Linked DNA regions of Mus musculus: region 1 is linked to region 2. A link is a contact called in public HiChIP or PLAC-seq data. All regions are on one chromosome and are shown on one strand. Each heading gives the region's core, a stretch centred on a gene start, on an enhancer-like site or on the middle of the called end of the contact. The rest is flanking DNA. Distances are from core to core; before and after follow the strand shown. Region 1 has its middle 13 kb from the start of Gm36488. Region 2 has its middle 38 kb from the start of Gm46847.

Evidence for each region. HiChIP or PLAC-seq counts read pairs in DNA pulled down with a chosen protein or histone mark.
Region 1: an H3K4me3 HiChIP or PLAC-seq map of embryonic basal ganglia shows a contact between it and region 2, with 3 times the contacts expected there. The contact joins two enhancer-like sites.

The regions. Positions count from the first base shown.
Region 1 is chr4:13,598,603-13,601,302 of GRCm38.p6, forward strand. No RefSeq gene overlaps it. Among named protein-coding and RNA genes, the nearest start is that of Gm36488, 13 kb to the left of the region's middle. Within about 2 kb of position 1,364, at least 18 of the 459 cell types and tissues checked have an H3K27ac peak or open chromatin away from gene starts, as enhancers often do. A contact at or near this core is called in embryonic basal ganglia, where this site is marked.
Region 2 is chr4:13,145,656-13,148,355 of GRCm38.p6, forward strand. No RefSeq gene overlaps it. Among named protein-coding and RNA genes, the nearest start is that of Gm46847, 38 kb to the left of the region's middle. Within about 2 kb of position 1,331, at least 20 of the 459 cell types and tissues checked have an H3K27ac peak or open chromatin away from gene starts, as enhancers often do. A contact at or near this core is called in embryonic basal ganglia, where this site is marked.

The DNA.
Region 1 (2,700 bases), core at 114-2,613, 450 kb after region 2:
GGAGGTTATCTGTTCCTTTCCCAACTCTTCATTACCAGGGTCAATGTCTTAACACAGTAACTCCACAAAGGCTGAGCTTTTAAATATATCACTTACACTAGAGGTCCCACTAACTTTGGATTATAAAATGCATAATCTCTATCTCCAAAATACCTTTGTCCAGCAATCAAAAGCAAACAAACAAAGAAAGGAGATATTCTCAGTAGACATTTCTACTATATTCAGATGCCCAGGGACAATTCTTGTGTCTTGCTTTCAGCACTATGCGGGCTTTTCTGGTTGGAGCACAGTCACTACAGGGCAAGGGCCTTAACAGAGATTCTCAAATTTTCTGACAATTTGCTCCCAGGAGCAAACAAACTTTCCTTTCAGTGTGACAGAAGACATCAGTGTTAAGGAAATATTTGGGTGAAACGTTTCACCCATTTGGCTATAGAAAAATAGTTACCCACAAGCACACACATCAATTTATGCTTTGGGAGACGTTTATCTGACACAGGTTAAGTCAGAGGAAGTCAGTGAGCGAAAGGACATACATTTGAATGGCAAATACAGACTGCACATCATCTTGTTGAGATTTTCTCATAAGAATAGCAATTTTCAAGTGCTACAGTAGCCCCCTTTACAGGGGGAAAAAAAAGACATGTACTTTGCAAACTTTGCATGTTAATTTTACAATCTTTCTGAGGCATGAAGCAAAATCTGCATTCGAGTGTCGAATTTAAGATTGTAAGAAAGGAAAGTAACAGAGAGAGATTCTTATCATTCCAACTTCTTTTTGAAAGGTTACATTTCTAGAGCATTGTCCTCCCCAAACAACAAGATAGTACAAAATATTTAAAATAGTACAACTTAGCTAACGGAGAGAAGCAAGAGGAATGCAGCTGAGAATTCTGTGACCCAAAAGGTGGCAGAGAGTGACAAAAAAAAATCATCCATAGTGTATTAGTTATGAGTTAAGCCCCCTTAACTGATTTATTTTGCCACTTTTTTGTTCAAGTAACCTATTTAAAAATGCATCCCTACACAGAGCACCCCTATTATTAATAGTCAATGCACAGTTCAACCTGTCAAGTTTTCCCAGCCTCACTTTTGCAGGGCTTTTTTTTTTTTTAAGGAAAAAATTTAAAAAGCAAAGGCATTTCGCAGGGCACCCGCTGCCAGACACCCAGCATTTATCTTATCTCACTTGATGACTTTCCTTTTATCCTGAAATGATTTGACAATGACTCTATGATTTCCTGTACAAATTACCCTTTGAAAGTGGCGGTGGCGCTTGGCAGCGATCTTCACTTAATTACTGAGTGGATTATTAGCATACGGCTCCCCCCCTCTTCATTTCTTTATATCTTCTAGATTGCGTTGACAGTTCCCTTTCATTGCCTGCTTTAACTCACTGAATACTAAACATTATGCAGATTGCAGCTGAGAAGTGCCCAGGCTACTCCAAAGCCCTAGTCTGTACCAAGACCTTTTTGATGGAAAGTAATTTACAGGTCAGAAATCAATAGTGAGTCTGGAAAGTGCATCTGTGGGTTCTCTGAATTTAGATTGGGGTTGAGGTGGATCAGAGCACTAATGTTCAAAAGTGAATATCCCTTCTCAATTTTTCCATTTAAAAAAAAAAACTACAATAAAACAATTAGTTTTGTTGCTTCCTTTAATAGCCTCTCTCCGTCTTTAAATAGTCTAAGATAGTGAGCTTCTATTTTCTTTTCAGCTCCTTATGTTGCCACCCAAGTTGATGGGAGGGGGTTAATGAGTCCCTGTTTTCAGAAATGATCCTTCTTCAGTCCATCAAGCTAGGGGGCTAGTAAGTTGACCTCCTTGGTCTGTGCAGAGTGTGATTGTTTGCTGAGGTAAAACAAATGTGAGTGATAAATTGCAAAGCTCTCTCCAGCATGCTCAGAAGGAGCCTTCTTTCTCGTCTGTCTTGGCTCCCATCTTTTGGCAGAAATTTGCACATATGTCAGACATTCTCTCTCCAGATCTTTATGCTCTCCTCCCCCCAACTGCATGCAAAAGCATCGTCCACATTTCTTAGGCTGTAGTAGGGACATGAACCCCCTTCCCATCTCAACCTTATGGTATGGTTTAGAGTTGGTTTTTTTTGTTTGTTTGTTTTGTTTTGTTTTGTTTTCCATCTCTTTTTGGGAGGAGAATACAATACATGAGTAATCTCGGGGCTTGGTAGAAGTGACACCAAAGCTATAGGAGTCAGCACGGTGGGGGAGAACAGCTGGGTGCTGACTATGTCATCTCCATTCCAGGACTATCAACCACCAGCTTTATTCTTCTAGTGTTACATCTGCTATGAAATTTGGGTCTTCCAGGTGGCAGCCCAACATGCTGTCCAGTGCGATCAGGCCATTTAAATGCTTTGAGCTAATGCTGCAGATCCATTTTCTAAACAAGTTAGCAGATACCATATGCAGCAATTAAAGTTTTATTGAGTGGTGCCTGCTTACCATACTGAATTTGGATTGGCTACCATCTGTCGGAAAGCCTGTGGTACCATCCCCATTGCTTGAGAGAGCATTTGTAAGGATAGAAGATTTTTCTCAACTTCAGAAGAAGCTACTCAGATTTTTTTTTAACACGCAAACCTACAAAAGTAGGATTTTCTCAAATTAAGAGAACCAGACCTCTAGATGTTAGCACAGAATGTGCTATTAAACATAATGTCCAGGAGTGTGGAGT
Region 2 (2,700 bases), core at 81-2,580:
AACCTAACATATGGTAGAAGCATGCACCTATTATCTGACACATTTTTCATTTGATTCAGGTTGAAGTTACCAAATATTTTGATAGAGCAGACACTGCTTAATGTTGTAATTAAGATGTAGGCTCTAGAATCATAAGGGGCTAGATTTGACTACTAATTAACCCTGTTCTTTCCAGGCGACTTCTTTCTGTACAGTGGTGTGTGTTGGAGGGCATATCAGTAATTAACATAGTTTTTGAAATAATAAAGTAAGATATAGACTGTGAAGTGCTTAGCACAGTATGCAGCCCAGAGTTAGGATACAGAAGACAGTACATTTGTACACTGATTCAATTGGATTGACTGTGTCTCATATTTTCTAGAATATATTTTTTCCTATCAGGCTATCTAAACATGAAATTTTCTCTATGCTTGTAAATACATTTATTTCTTTTTTACTTGTTCAGTAAATGGTCTTAGATTCCTTATTAGAACGTACATTGAGGCAAACAAGCTAAGCAAAATGTGTATTTCCATGGAATTTATAGTCACTATGGGGAATAGGTAAGGAACAACAAAACTAACACAACTCTATTCGTTTTTTTCTATTTAGCAATAGAGCATTGGTCCAAGTTTTTAAGTCTTCTAGAAGATAAGCTGGGAGTGTTTGTCTTGTCTTGGGATAAGAGAGGCGGTAGTTATCGGTAGTTAAGAATCAAGGAAGTAATCTCTCATTCTGGAGCACTCTAAAAAATGAGAGAGAGAGAGAGAGAGAGAGAGAGAGAGAGAGAGAGAGAGAGAGAATTTATATTATCAATGCTCCGCTTATAATTGAAACCATTAAGCAGATGAAGGATCAACTCTTCATAGGTCAGAACTGCGCGGGTTCTCTAAGATCTGTGAAATGTGGGCAGTGATAAGCAAATCTATTCTTTTATCTTCCTTCATTTCCCAGCAAGTCAAGATAATCTCTGTATTTGAAATCATAAGGGAAATAAGAAAGGACTCTTCAAAGAGAGCCTTCTGTGGTGTGGGTGCAGCGACGGAGGGGCTTCATGCGGCCGTTCTATGTCTGAAAACTTGGAGTGAGAGGGGTACAAAGCCTTTCTGGAGTTCTTGGCCTCTGAGCTGAGGTCGAGGCTCTTCCTATGCCTCAGGTGTTCTGGTCAAATGATGCCAAATAAAAGCAACCAGAAGGAAAGCAAAAGTTTTCTTCCTGGCTCTCTGTAGTGAATTACAAAACTGGCATTCTCTCCTCCCATTCTTAAAACTCGAAGGGTGGTACAGGCAGCGATGCTGACAGTGTGCCTTCGCAGATGCCACCATATGGGTCTCGAAAAACTAGTTGCACTGATGATTCCCTGCACATGTAGGAGACAGTTTGCATTGTTGGCATCGTCCCCACACAGAAACATGCACAGCTTAGCGAGGCTGAGCAGATGGCACGAGATCTGGTGCCAGGGAAGCAGTGAATTAAAGGTTATACCCACCAGGTTTGATGCGGTGCCAGTTTGAATTGGTACAGAAGCTTCGGCCCACCTGCTTATTGGCCTCATGACATCTGGCATCTTTTTATTTATTTTTTTTTTAATTTGGATTGAATTAAAGGCAGCGAGGAAAAAAATGTCATTTTAAAAGCCAGCTACAAGTCAATAGATTTAAACTCTTAACCAAAAATGGGACGGGGAGGGGTACTACGGGCTCTCCACATTAATGTTTTATATTAATGATTCTTATAAAACCTTGGGGGAAATTATACACCGATGTGTTGACTTGTGTTGCAATTTATAGCATCGTACAGTGGAGAGGGTGGGCTGTTAAAAACTGGCTCAAAGTTGCTAAATAGTAACAACAGCAAAGGGCTATTATCTGCAGCCTGTACATTGTAATTAGGAAACAGGCGAGTGAGGAAATACATTTGCTTCTGTTTGCTCTAATGATTTTCACATTGTAATAATTAGAAAACACTGTGGCAGGTCATTTAAAAGCACACTCTGAAAAGGTGTTTTGCACCTTTAGTTTGCTCTGATAAAGTCTTTTTTTTTTTCTTTTTCGTTCTTTTTTCTTCTTCTTCTTCTTCTTTTTTTTTTTTTGTAGTAGTGTATTGAGTTCTGCTGTATTTCAGCTGTAATCCCACTTGCTCTACACATATTCATATAATGTGTACACAAACATGCAACATACCCAGCCCCAGGGTAGCAGTGTGTGCATACTGAAGCCTGTTTGTGTATCTCCTCCATTTGGGATTTCCCTGCCTGCACCCTGGGTGTGAAACAACAGCAAGCAGCAGAGATGAATTGCTTAGGTGATTAGCTTTGCAACCAAGTCTTAGCATTCAAACTTTGCAAGCCTGGCTTATAGAACAACCACAGTTTAAGTTTGCAAGTTGGCTTTTAAAGATTTTATTTTTTATTTTTGGTGCCAAGCCCTACAAGAAGTCATTAAAGAAATATTCTAAATATCTCAGGTAGCCTCAACGTTTTGTCACATATTTCTGACATGAATCATGTTGACCATCCCCCACCCACATTTGCTTGATATTTGTTGTCTGTTTAATAGAAGCATAGCTGCTAACATTTTGTGCTAGTTAGAAGGGGGGGGGGGTAAACAACAGTTTAGAAGGGTTTCTAAACTTTGTTCAATGAAAAAAATAAGAGAAATATATAGATAACTTCAATGTAAACAACAACAAAGGAGATTGAGAAACCAGTAATGCATTTTT